Regions from separate parts of the Arabidopsis thaliana genome. Here region 1 is linked to region 2. The links are chromatin contacts, called in public targeted proximity ligation maps. All regions are on one chromosome and are shown on one strand. The core of a region is the stretch at or near the end of the contact, and the rest is flanking DNA. Distances in the headings are between cores, read along the strand shown. Region 1 holds the start of AT3G27230 (S-adenosyl-L-methionine-dependent methyltransferases superfamily protein). Region 2 holds the start of AT3G27120 (P-loop containing nucleoside triphosphate hydrolases superfamily protein).

Evidence for each region.
Region 1: a targeted proximity ligation map of shoot shows a contact between it and region 2, with 11 read pairs. A contact is called at or near these places in 3 of 26 Hi-C or Micro-C datasets (leaf, root and seedling) and 1 of 2 datasets of targeted methods (shoot).

What each region holds. Positions count from the first base shown.
Region 1 is chr3:10,051,107-10,057,096 of TAIR10.1, reverse strand. AT3G27230 (S-adenosyl-L-methionine-dependent methyltransferases superfamily protein) reads right to left here and starts at 3,168. Exons shown (of 2, transcript NM_113637.5): 1 at 3,108-3,168; 2 at 1,256-2,958. The coding sequence starts at 2,873. The coding sequence ends at 1,641. AT3G27220 (Galactose oxidase/kelch repeat superfamily protein) reads left to right here and starts at 3,336. Exons shown (of 7, transcript NM_113636.4): 1 at 3,336-3,721; 2 at 3,892-4,077; 3 at 4,155-4,384; 4 at 4,465-4,632; 5 at 4,719-4,824; 6 at 4,901-5,107; 7 at 5,191-5,990. The coding sequence starts at 3,503. The coding sequence ends at 5,355. AT3G27240 (Cytochrome C1 family) reads left to right here. Exons shown (of 8, transcript NM_113638.3): 4 at 1-16; 5 at 104-175; 6 at 256-372; 7 at 473-538; 8 at 837-1,367. The coding sequence ends at 953.
Region 2 is chr3:10,002,768-10,008,290 of TAIR10.1, reverse strand. AT3G27120 (P-loop containing nucleoside triphosphate hydrolases superfamily protein) reads left to right here and starts at 3,985. Exons shown (of 13, transcript NM_001338858.1): 1 at 3,985-4,434; 2 at 4,709-4,847; 3 at 4,978-5,265; 4 at 5,384-5,523. The coding sequence starts at 4,010. It overlaps AT3G27140 (Protein phosphatase 2C family protein), which reads left to right and starts at 117. Exons shown (of 5, transcript NM_113628.2): 1 at 117-167; 2 at 466-591; 3 at 650-751; 4 at 852-1,175; 5 at 1,266-1,400. The coding sequence starts at 117. The coding sequence ends at 1,400.

The DNA.
Region 1 (5,990 bases), core at 1,919-4,418, 50 kb before region 2:
AAGTCTTATAACTAAGGTCTGCTGCTGCTACTTTACTTTAACTGAACATCTGTAGCAAACTTGTGTTTTGTGTTTTAAATAGTTTTAATGTTCTGCCTTCCAGGCACGTCACAATGGTCCAAACTATGTCTTTGCGCTTCTGACTGGTTACCGTGATCCCCCTGCTGGCATATCGGTAAGTTTCTCTCATTTTCCACATTGAACTTCTTCGAATTCAAAGTGCTGGTTATGAAAAATCCGATGATAACTGTACAGATTAGAGAGGGGTTACACTACAATCCTTATTTCCCTGGGGGAGCAATTGCTATGCCGAAAATGCTCAATGATGAAGCTGTTGAGTATGAAGATGGTGTCCCCGCCACAGAGGCACAGGTTATTTTTCCTCCACTTAAAATATAAGAACATAAATCTTTATGCCTTATGGTACTGTCCTTTCTCAGTGTCATGATATAAACTTTACTTTACGGTGCAGATGGGTAAAGATATTGTATCATTCTTGGCCTGGGCAGCTGAACCAGAAATGGAAGAGAGGAAACTGGTAGGTTTATCTTTCTCTGTTCGCTGGTGAACATTGTATTTTCTCCCTAGACTATGCAATTAATACTAGATTTAGTTTATGATCGATCAAGTTGACTTAGAGAACCAATTGTTGTACCAAGTGTGAAGTGCTACTAGTTCTTGGTCTGCTACTAAGATAATAACATTTAGATATGCTGTGAACACAGTTTGACTCGTTTTGCAGACACAAACCTCAGCTTCCAGACCGATACAAAGAATTGACTTTTTTTTGAGGTTACATTTTACATGGCGGTTAATGTTGGTTTCACTATTTGCAGATGGGTTTCAAATGGATATTCCTACTCTCTCTCGCTCTTCTCCAAGCTGCTTACTACAGGCGACTAAAATGGTCGGTTCTCAAGTCCCGCAAGCTGGTTCTTGACGTGGTTAACTAAAGCGCCGCTGAAAAGCTTTTGCATTGGCCTGGCCACACACAGTCGTATTTTCAACAAAGGATGTTAAATAGAGAAGAGCCTTTCTCTGGGTAATAACGTATCATCATTTTTATGTGTCATAAAAATCTTTGATGAGACCAGTTCTCACCTGAAGGTGAAAAGACCTCATCGTTCTTCTTTTTCCTTCGATTATTACTAGAGAGTTTTATGAGGATAATCACGAAAACTTGTTTTTTTCGCCTCATAATAATCACACATGATTTTGAGATTATATCATTTGTTATGTTTTTCCTCTTGTCTCAATAAAAAATAACTTTGTACTCTGATTTTGTTGTCTATTTTCGGCATTTCTTGCATCTGGCTTTGGTTGCATGAGGAGAATTTATTTCAGGTATAACAAAAACACAATTAATGGTACTCATTTTTATTTGTATGGTATATATGGATATTATAACAGAAAAGTAGTAATAATAATCGACAAAATTTCAACACATTATACTGAAAAACTTTTACAAATGATTTTCTCCAATTGCCCTGGTAAATATATAATTGCTTATTCTTCTTCTCTGGAATAAATATCACCTAATGACCTCCAAATTTATAACCTATGATCAAATGTAACTATAAATAGAGAGTTTTACTCTTATGGTCGGTCTTACCATTACGAACTTCCTTTTGCATTCCCGATCAAGCTCTCACTGGCTTTTGCAGAACAGCTGAGAGATAAACTTGTGCATCAGCCTTCTCTCCAATAACCCATTTAAGCTTCTTATACCCAAACCTCTCAATCATACGTGTAAGTTCTTTCTTCTTCTCATCATTAGCACAATAGAAGTTATCCAACCAGAACAATCCACGGGGTTTCAAAACCCGATCAAGATCGAACATCAAGAACTCTAGCTTCTCCGCTTTACCCTCAACATCTAATCCGCTAGAAGCATGAATAAGATCAAACACATTGTCAAGAAAAGGAAATCTATGGTCTAAGCTCAAGAACAACGGAAAGAGCCCTCTCGCAGCTATAAACTCACTAAACGGAGCACCATTATTCAAAGTGTTAGTGATTACAGTCACGTTCTTCTCAGCCATTCTCGCTGCGAAAGTCCCTGATCCACCGCTAATATCGAACCCGATTCGAATTTTCCCACTTCCTAAACCCAACACATCATCAATCAAGAAATCATTCTTCCCCTTAACCTTCACAAACCTATCTTTCTCAACCCCTAAATCGAAACAACCAACACATTCCTTGCTAAGTTTCTTACCTTTCAAGCAATCAAAACTCTTGCAACCAAGTCCACTCCAATTAACACTCTTGTTACTAACAGATCTCCATAACGAATCAGGAGACTTACTCAAATCTTGCTTCTGCACCGTTTTCGCCAAACACCGTCTCCGCGGCAACGGCTCACAAGCACGAAGAATCAACTTCTGGCCAAGACTCCAATCATCAGGACATCTATCAAACACCTTATATGACATATACTGAGAAAGCAAATCCGTAGATTTCCCACAAGAATGTCCAACGGAAGACACCATTTCAGTGATCCCGGTACGCGAATCTTTCCCTAAAGGAAGCTGATGACGCTGGAGGAACAATTTGAGCTCAGGAACAATGTTAGGTCGAGAGATATCAATAGATTCGTAACCAAGCATCTGTTTCTCCATCTGAGCAAGCTTGCGTTGAGACGAATCGATTTCTCGGAGAATCAAAGAGAGATGTTGAGAAACGAGTGAGATATTGTTGGAGCTGTGGAGAAGTGGCGAGTTTGCTTGGGAATGAGAGGAGAACGCGTATAAGGCGAAGAGATTTGTGGTGACGACGGAGAAGAGCATGAGGAGGTTCACGGCGGATGAACAAATTGATGTTCGTCGGAATCTGGCTGTTCCATCGCCGATCTTTAAAGATACAGATCCCATCTTCAATGCAGTGAAAGAGAGAAGAAGCAGAGCTCAAGCTAAGGTTTGAGGTCTCACTATATAACTTGGATCTTCTTCATTGGATCTGCAAGAAATTTCAGATTCCAGCTTGATTTAACAAAAAAAAACTAAGAGTACTTCGATTTGAAGAATCATTCAGATCTAGCAGAAAGATTCAACAATAGAAATTGCGAAGAACAGAAACAAAATCAAGGTTCATGAGAATTGCATTACCGTGATTTCAGCAGAAGAGACTTGGTGAAGTTTACTGGAGAGTGAAAGAAATCGCCGACATGACTCGAGAGTCAACACGTGAGTGACTATATGATTCTATTTTTCATGGGCTTTTTTATTTTTAATTGGGCTTAGTTTTTAATCAAGCCCATATAATTACAAACAAACCTTTTGTCTCGTTAAGAAGGTTCAAATTAGGGGAAATTACCAAAAAAAAAAATAATAATACAAAATTGGAAACCACCGGCGTGATTTCTGGTTGGGGAAAAACCACCGGCGCACATATTTTTTCGGTAATGAGAGATTCTTCAGCGACGTGAAATCAAATCATCACTGTTTCTCGTTGCGGTCTATATGAATGAGATGTCTCTTTCAATAGCTCTGCATAAACACAAATGGCGAATAAACCTGATCATCATCATCATCATCACCAATCTTCAAGGAGATTGATGCTTGTGTTGTACTTCACCAGTGTTCTTGGGATTGGATTCATCGCAGCTTTTCTTTGTCTCTCTTCTTCAATTCCCTCAGTATCCGCTGTTTTTTCAATCTGGGTTCCCGTTAACCGGCCGGAGATACAGATTCCGATCATCGATTCCAAAATTGTTCAAAAGGTCCCTTTGCCTAATCTTTTCAATTGATCATATTCTTAGTTTGTAGGGTTTATCAGCTATTCTTACTTTTTGCTTTATCTTCCTTTCTACGTTTCAATTGATTGTGCTTTTAGGGTTTTAGCTATTTGTGAATTTCATTCTAAGTTTCACCATTTTGTGTTTGCTTGCAGAGAAGCAAACAATCGAATGATACAAAAGATCATGTCCGATTCTTATCGGCAATATTTGCCGATATACCGGCGCCGGAGTTAAAATGGGAGGAAATGGAATCAGCTCCAGTTCCTCGTCTTGATGGATACTCAGTTCAAATCAATAACCTTTTGTATGTCTTCTCCGGTTACGGCAGTCTCGACTATGTAAGGAACTTGAGAATGATCATCACTTGATTAGTTTTAAAAATGGTGTTAATGATCACTTGATTATTTTGCCTCAGGTTCATTCTCATGTGGATGTGTTCAATTTCACAGACAATAAGTGGTGTGACAGATTCCACACTCCTAAAGAAATGGCGAATTCGCACCTCGGGATTGTGACGGATGGACGGTATGTATATGTGGTTTCAGGGCAGCTTGGTCCACAATGTAGAGGACCTACTTCTCGTTCCTTTGTTTTAGACTCATTCACAAAGACTTGGCTCGAATTTCCTTCACTACCAGCTCCAAGGTAAAGACTTTAAGTCAGAAGATATATCATGTTAAAGTATAGTGGACTGCGATTGCCGAGCTCTGTTTTGTTGGACTCAGGTATGCTCCTGCGACTCAGATATGGAGAGGGAGGCTTCATGTGATGGGTGGAAGCAAAGAGAATCGCAATGCCGTTGCTTTTGACCATTGGAGCATAGCTGTAAAAGATGGCAAAGCACTCGACGAATGGCGGGAAGAGGTCCCTATTCCTCGAGGTGGACCACACAGGTTTTATATTGTCTTTAGTCACTGCCTGTTTTGCCTTTTGTTTTGAGTCCCTTAGGGTGCTAACATTGCGGTTTTACGGTGTGTAGGGCTTGTGTAGTTGCTAACGATAAACTACTTGTAATCGGTGGCCAAGAAGGTGACTTCATGGCCAAACCTAACTCACCCATCTTCAAGTGCTCACGTAGACGCGAGGTTTACCTTCCTCTTTAGTCAAAACTGAAAAAAAAAAAAAAACGCCTCTAGTTTCTAATGTTTGGTCGCATTTCAGATCTTTAATGGTGAGGTGTACATGATGGACGAGGAGATGAAGTGGAAAATGTTGCCACCAATGCCAAAAAACAATTCCCACATTGAATCTGCGTGGATCATTGTCAATAACTCAATTGTTATCGTTGGTGGTACCACAGATTGGCATCCAGTGACGAAAAGGCTTGTTCTTGTTGGAGAGATATTCCGGTTTCAGTTAGATACGTTGGTCAGTATTACTATGATATCAGCATCATCTCAATCATAGTTCTGTTCTTTTGTTTCTTAAACTGAATATGAAATATTTTGCAGACTTGGTCTGTGATTGGACGGTTACCATACCGTGTCAAAACAGCGATGGCCGGATTCTGGAACGGTTATTTGTACTTCACGTCGGGACAGAGGGATAGAGGACCAGATAATCCACAGCCTGGGAAAGTTATTGGAGAAATGTGGAGAACCAAGTTGAAGTTTTGAGTCTTAGTGTGTACTTTTTAATATAGAAAAATCATTTTTTTTTAGACAAACTGTTGAATCTGAACTTTTGATTAGTTCTTCAAAGAGAAATCTTCAATGAGAACAAGAAGCAAAGGCTCGTGATTGAAGGAAGAAGAGTGAGAAGTCAACGAAGAGTTGTGTTTATTTGTCACACTCAAGAAAGCTATTGGAGTTAAGGCCACTTATGAATTGCGTTTTGGTATTAGTTAGTCACTGAGCCATAAGTGGAGATGAGCCCAAACATGTGTTAGGGTTGTTGTTATCTTAGTCAAACTAAGGTAGTTGTTGTACATAAAGAATGAAAATCGGGCACAATCTAAAACAGCTTTGTTTAGCCAAACAAAATTAGATACCTCGATGACTATAACAAATTGTTTTGCGAACCATTACAAGCGGTATCACACATCACATATCACACAACTTCCACTTTTACTATTTCTCTTCTTCTTTTTTCTTGTTTTTTGAGTCCATTCTTTGGATCATTGTGTATTGTCTTGGACTATTGAACCGAAAAACACATAACCCATGCCATCATTGTATTCTCTAAAGATTCCATTTGTTATTGTTATTAGATTTTGATTTTTTTTTCTAGACTTTGTATCATATTATCTAAC
Region 2 (5,523 bases), core at 2,736-5,235:
CGGTTGAGATCTCGACATGAGAAAGGGAGTAATCTCACAATTACAGCAAATAAATGGATATTTTTTTAAAATAAATAATATATAGTGTCGCTCTTCATCTCTAAAATCAAATTCTTATGGAGGATCGGTTCTCCACTATCACCAATCTTCATGGAGATCGTAAACAGGTAATTTCAAATTTCAAATTCATTTTTCAATTTAGGTTTAGAATTGAATCGAATTGGAGATTTTGATTCAATTGATTAGCAATTACAGCTCAAATTAGGGTTTATCATGTGAGATCTACATTGATTGGATTAATAAGCTATCTAAAATTAGGATTCTTCATGATGTTGTTTGGGGAAAATTGAAATTATGAATAGAATTAGAAGTTTTACAGAATCATTTGATACAATTGTGTAGTTATTGATGAATCTTTATGTATTGTGTATTCTAAACGTTGTTTTGCTTTGTGATAATTTGCAGGCAATATTTGGAGTCTATGTTGGTCATGGAGGAGTTAAAGCGGCTGAGTGTCCAGCTAAGAACTTAGATAAGAACATTGTAGAAGAAGTAGTTGGTAAAAGACACGAGTTGGAGATAGCTGAAGCGGTGGAAACGTAGTTACTTGACTACAGACACAACGTTTCTTAAGGAGGAAGGTTTTAAGGGTGGTTCATCCTGTGTCACGGCTTTGGTTAGCGAAGGGAGCCTTGTTGTGTCAAACGCCGGTGACTGTCGTGCTGTTATGAGTGTAGGAGGTGTAGCTAAAGTTTTATTTTCTGATCATTGTCCGTCTAGAGATGATGAACGGAAAAGAATTGAAACCACGGGAGGATATGTTGATATGTTTCACGTTGTGGAGAATCCAGGGATCCTTAGTTGTGCCAAGAGGAATCGGAGATGCTCAACTTAAGAAATGGGTTATAGCTGAACCAGAGACAAAGATCTCGAGAGTTGAGCATGACCATGAGTTCTTAATCTTGGCATCACATGGTTTATGGGATAAGGTGAGTAACCAAGAAGCAGTAGACATTGCTCGTCCCTTCTGCTTACGAACCGAGAAGCCATTGTTGTTAGCAGCTTGTAAGAAGCTTGTTGATCTCTCGGCTTCACGAGGCTCGTTTGATGATATCAGTGTGATGTTGATCCCATTGCGGCCAGTTCGTATAGAAAAGAGAGGCATCTTAGAAGATGTTAGATATATGACATTAGAATTTCTATGATTTAGTCCTTTTGTTTTACTTAATTCACTCATTCCCAGGTTTTTTCGAGTCATTTTCAAGGTTTCATCCTCAAAGGCGAATTCAATAGCAAGGGACATTGCTATAAGTGTGACAAGGGATGGTCGTTTCAGATCTTATTTAGCTAGAGGAGGCCCTGGATGGTTACTTTCCAGAATTGAAGAAGACAAGCGATGATGACTTTGTGAAATTTTCTTTTCTTTACCTTTGGATTTTTTTTTTCTTTACCTTTGGTTATTGTTTGGAGTTTTCATGCTCTGTTTTTTTATGGATGTATGCTCTATACTCTGTTTTGACTTTTCAATTAATATTATACCAGACGGCAAAAAAAAAATTGAGTGAACAAAGCTAAACTCAATGTGGCTTATGTTGATCTTGTCTGGTATAAACATTGAGCTTTATGATGGTGCTAAGAATTTGATCGAGTTGGACTCCAATGTTAATGTTGAATGAGCAAACAAAAAAGTGTTAATTTTATCGAGCTATAAACACATTCGCAGCAAATCAAAGACATACTTGTCCATTAATGAATGTCCAAGAAGTCCAGTCCATATGGTTATCTAGTGACTCACATGGTAGTTTCATACTAATACATAAGTTTATACATGAACAAGAAACTATCCAAGCAGTCTAGTCCATATGGTCATCTAATAACTCACATGGTAGTTTCATACTAATACATAAGTTTATACGAGGAACAATAAACGTCAATCCAAAGTACATTATCCATTATGACCATTTATCCACATGTGTATAGACAGTTAAGTAACAATGATATGTAACCAAGTTTCTTGATGTGCATCTCAGGTCTCAAAGTATACTCTAACACTTTACAAGTAGCCATCCACAAGCGACCATTTCGTGTTGACCATATATAGTTATACTTGTACGGATCAATTACAAATTGAAGAATAGTTATGATTTATAAGGATAACCAAAACCCAAAATTATTGAAAAAAAGAGATTGAAAAAATAGTTTTTTGAGTTAATAGTCGATGGAAACTATTTTGGGTACAAAAGAGGAAACCAACATACAAAAATGGTCACCGAACCTGCAAAAGTACATTGTTCATATGGACAATACAAAATGGATACCACAACATTGGAAATAGAAGCATATAATGAATTTTTTGGTGTTCAATTAATCTATATTGGATCATACACTTGAAATGGTTCATTTGATATGAATACTTTGGCATTGACGAGACGTTAAATACTCAAAAAGCCATATAATTTGACAGCAAACTTAGAGACAAGTTCAAGTAAAGTACGAGAGGAAGGTAAAAAGAAACGTGTCCAAATATCGTTGTCCACAAAGCTCTGTTCATTTAACACTGCTAGATCTTCTCGATTGGATTTTAAGTTTTAAATACAAGTCAAAGTTTGATTTTAAATACCAAACATCTCAAGATATAACATAAACAATCACAAGTTCAAGGGACTAATCTCTTCACCGGTGCGAAAGTTTAATAAACACACAATTATCAATAGTCAATCTCGTTTCATTATCTTTAATCATGTTACGAGAATGGTGAGTCCATAACACAATCCGTTACACAACCGTCAATTACAATTTCAAATACTAATTTGTCCATAACATATCCATGATAACAAGTCCACATAAATTTGTTCACATAAACGTCGCTTTATGGAAATATAACATAGATTTCAGCTAAACAAGGAATCATTTCCTCTAAATGTTTCCTAATAACATAATCTCACAAGAGATGGAGGTTTCGATTTCAATGGAGACATTCCAGCGATTGAAGCAAACTAGTAGAAAACTTTGTCAAATTCCAACTCCTAAATATCACCAGCCATGCTTAACACCAAATTTAGCCCAGCTCGAGAAAAAAAATTGTTGAAAGTGAGACTTACGTGAGGAAGATAGATAAGCTGAAAGAAGAATCTTAATCTTTGGTACAAGGTTCGTATTCAAGTCGAGATTCTTGAGCGATCTTGGTAGCTTCTCTTCCATAGTATTCAGTGCAAGATTTATGATCGCCGAAGATTCGAATCGAGGAATATTTGCGGACGCCATATCAAATTGGATAAACCAAAGAATATAGAACCCAACATCACATAACTTTACCTTAGTAATTCAAGAACTTTTTCTCGAAATCTACTCAATTGAAGTTGAATTAGAGTAACGAAATCCAAATCCATTAAAGAGGAGATTGATATCCCCTCGCCGAAGTCACAAGGGTATAAAGTGGTTGAGATTACGAAATCGATTATTGGAGTTTTACGGTGGAGAGAAGAAGAAAGAAAGTAGTGTAAACCGTAGTGGTGGTAGACAGTAACGGAGGAGATTGATATCCCGTCGTCGGAGTCACCTTTTCTGAAACTGTAGTTTAGGTTTTTTCTGGATTTGTTTTTTTTTACAGTTCCGGAAAAAATAAAACAAGAGATTATGGTAACTGCAAAATCAAAATCGTGGGTTTCGTAACCGGAATTGGTTTAATGAAAATGGGTTTGATTTGTTTGGTTATATATAACCGACGATTTGAGGGTAAACAAGTAATTGCAATTAGTCAAAGTGCCTAATGATTTTTAAGTGCCTAATATTCTCTATGTAAAAATATAAAAAATAAAGACGAAAGTTTAGAGGAAGCATATCCGAAACACAGTAAAACCCAAAATACAGACAATAACGGGCTTACTATTGCCCATGAAGAAACTGGGCCCGATAAGCAACTGATTTCTAAGGAAACTACACGCCGTTTCTATCTACACTATTACACTGCATGACGTTCTACGCGTCAAGCTGGTGAGAGAGTAAAGGAATGTGTGGGTCGGTGGTTTCAGATTCTGAGCGCGAATTTGAATTTCATTTCTGGGGTTTTGGGCATTTGGGGAAAGAGGAAGAGAGGATAATGGCGGGAAAGCGTTCGTCGCCGTTTTCTTCTCCGTTACTGAGACCACCACCGGAGTTTCTGAATGTGAAGGAGGAAGGAGAAACGGAGACGCCGTGTTGGAGAAAGGAAGTGGATGAGAACTTGAAGCGTCTCCAATCGCTGCTCTTCGGCGCCGACAAATTCCTGGAGAAATCTGATTTCTCTTCTGCTCAGATCCTTGGGCTTCGTCTTCTAGGTTTCCTCGATTCTCGTTCTGTCACTGACGCCGATCGTGATTTCATTGGTCCCATTCGTCGTGAAGTTGCCTCTAAGATTGATTTAGCTTTGGAAGGCCTCGTTTCAGATTCGGATCGGTACCTGAGCTTTTCCCCTTTGAGCCTGTTTAATTTCGAAGAAGAGAGGGTTCGAATTTTACTTGCTTAGCTTAGTAGAGTCTTATGAGTGTGGCTTGAATTGTTGGGTATTGGAATCAGGGAAATGTATAACTGAGTGATATTCTCTAATCTTTGGACTTCGTTCACTTAGTTACTAGCTGAAATCTAAAGATCTTTTTGAATTATCGTCAATATTAGCTACACTTGAGATTTTTAGAGTACCCTTTTATGGTGTGCTTCTTGTTGTATCCAGGAAGGCGTTTGAGCTTGCAAATACAGCTCCAGGGGCAATTTTTGGCAGCAAAGGTGGATTTGATGTGGAAAAGATTAAGCAGTCTAAGTACTTTGGTTTTCATGTCAGTCAATCTAACGGAAAGGGTGTTAAAGAGATGGTAATGCTCTTGTAAACTGCTTCATTTCTTCAATGATCTTAGTATTGGTGATGAGTTTTGGAAACACAGCCATGTTATATGTCTTGCTTCCTGTTTCTACTATGATTTCATAGATGTTTTCTTGTTTCAGGAAGAACGGCATGATACGGATAAGTTGATTCCCAAAGCACCAAAGTCAATGATGCAAGCCAAACTGACATCATTGTATGGAAACAGTATTGGTAAACCAGATAATCAGCGCAAAACTTCAGTGAACAATCAAGACCGTGCCTCTGATGAATGTGTCATTGTTGAGAGAAGTCATGGATTTGGTTTTGGAACAAAGCGACCTCATGCAGAAACCAGTAGCCTTGCAAATGATGGGGAAGTAAAGGAAGATGGAGCTCCTAATGGATTTGTATCCGCCAAAATAAAACTGGTAGATTTATTCATGACAATTACTTCTCTTAGAGTCATCTTGACTTTGCAGAGTCTTTTCTTTCGAACTGTGCTTTATTACCCTTTGCTAATGTTGACTACTATATCTGTTGCTTTAGGAAATGGATGTAAGACAAAAACGAGGATCAACTGAGTCACCAAGTTCATGTCTTTCTCCACAGAGTGACAAAAATGCTTTAGGTAGGGGCTATGGTTCAAGGTCGGGTGGATTAAGACGTGGATACCGTAGTAATTTTGT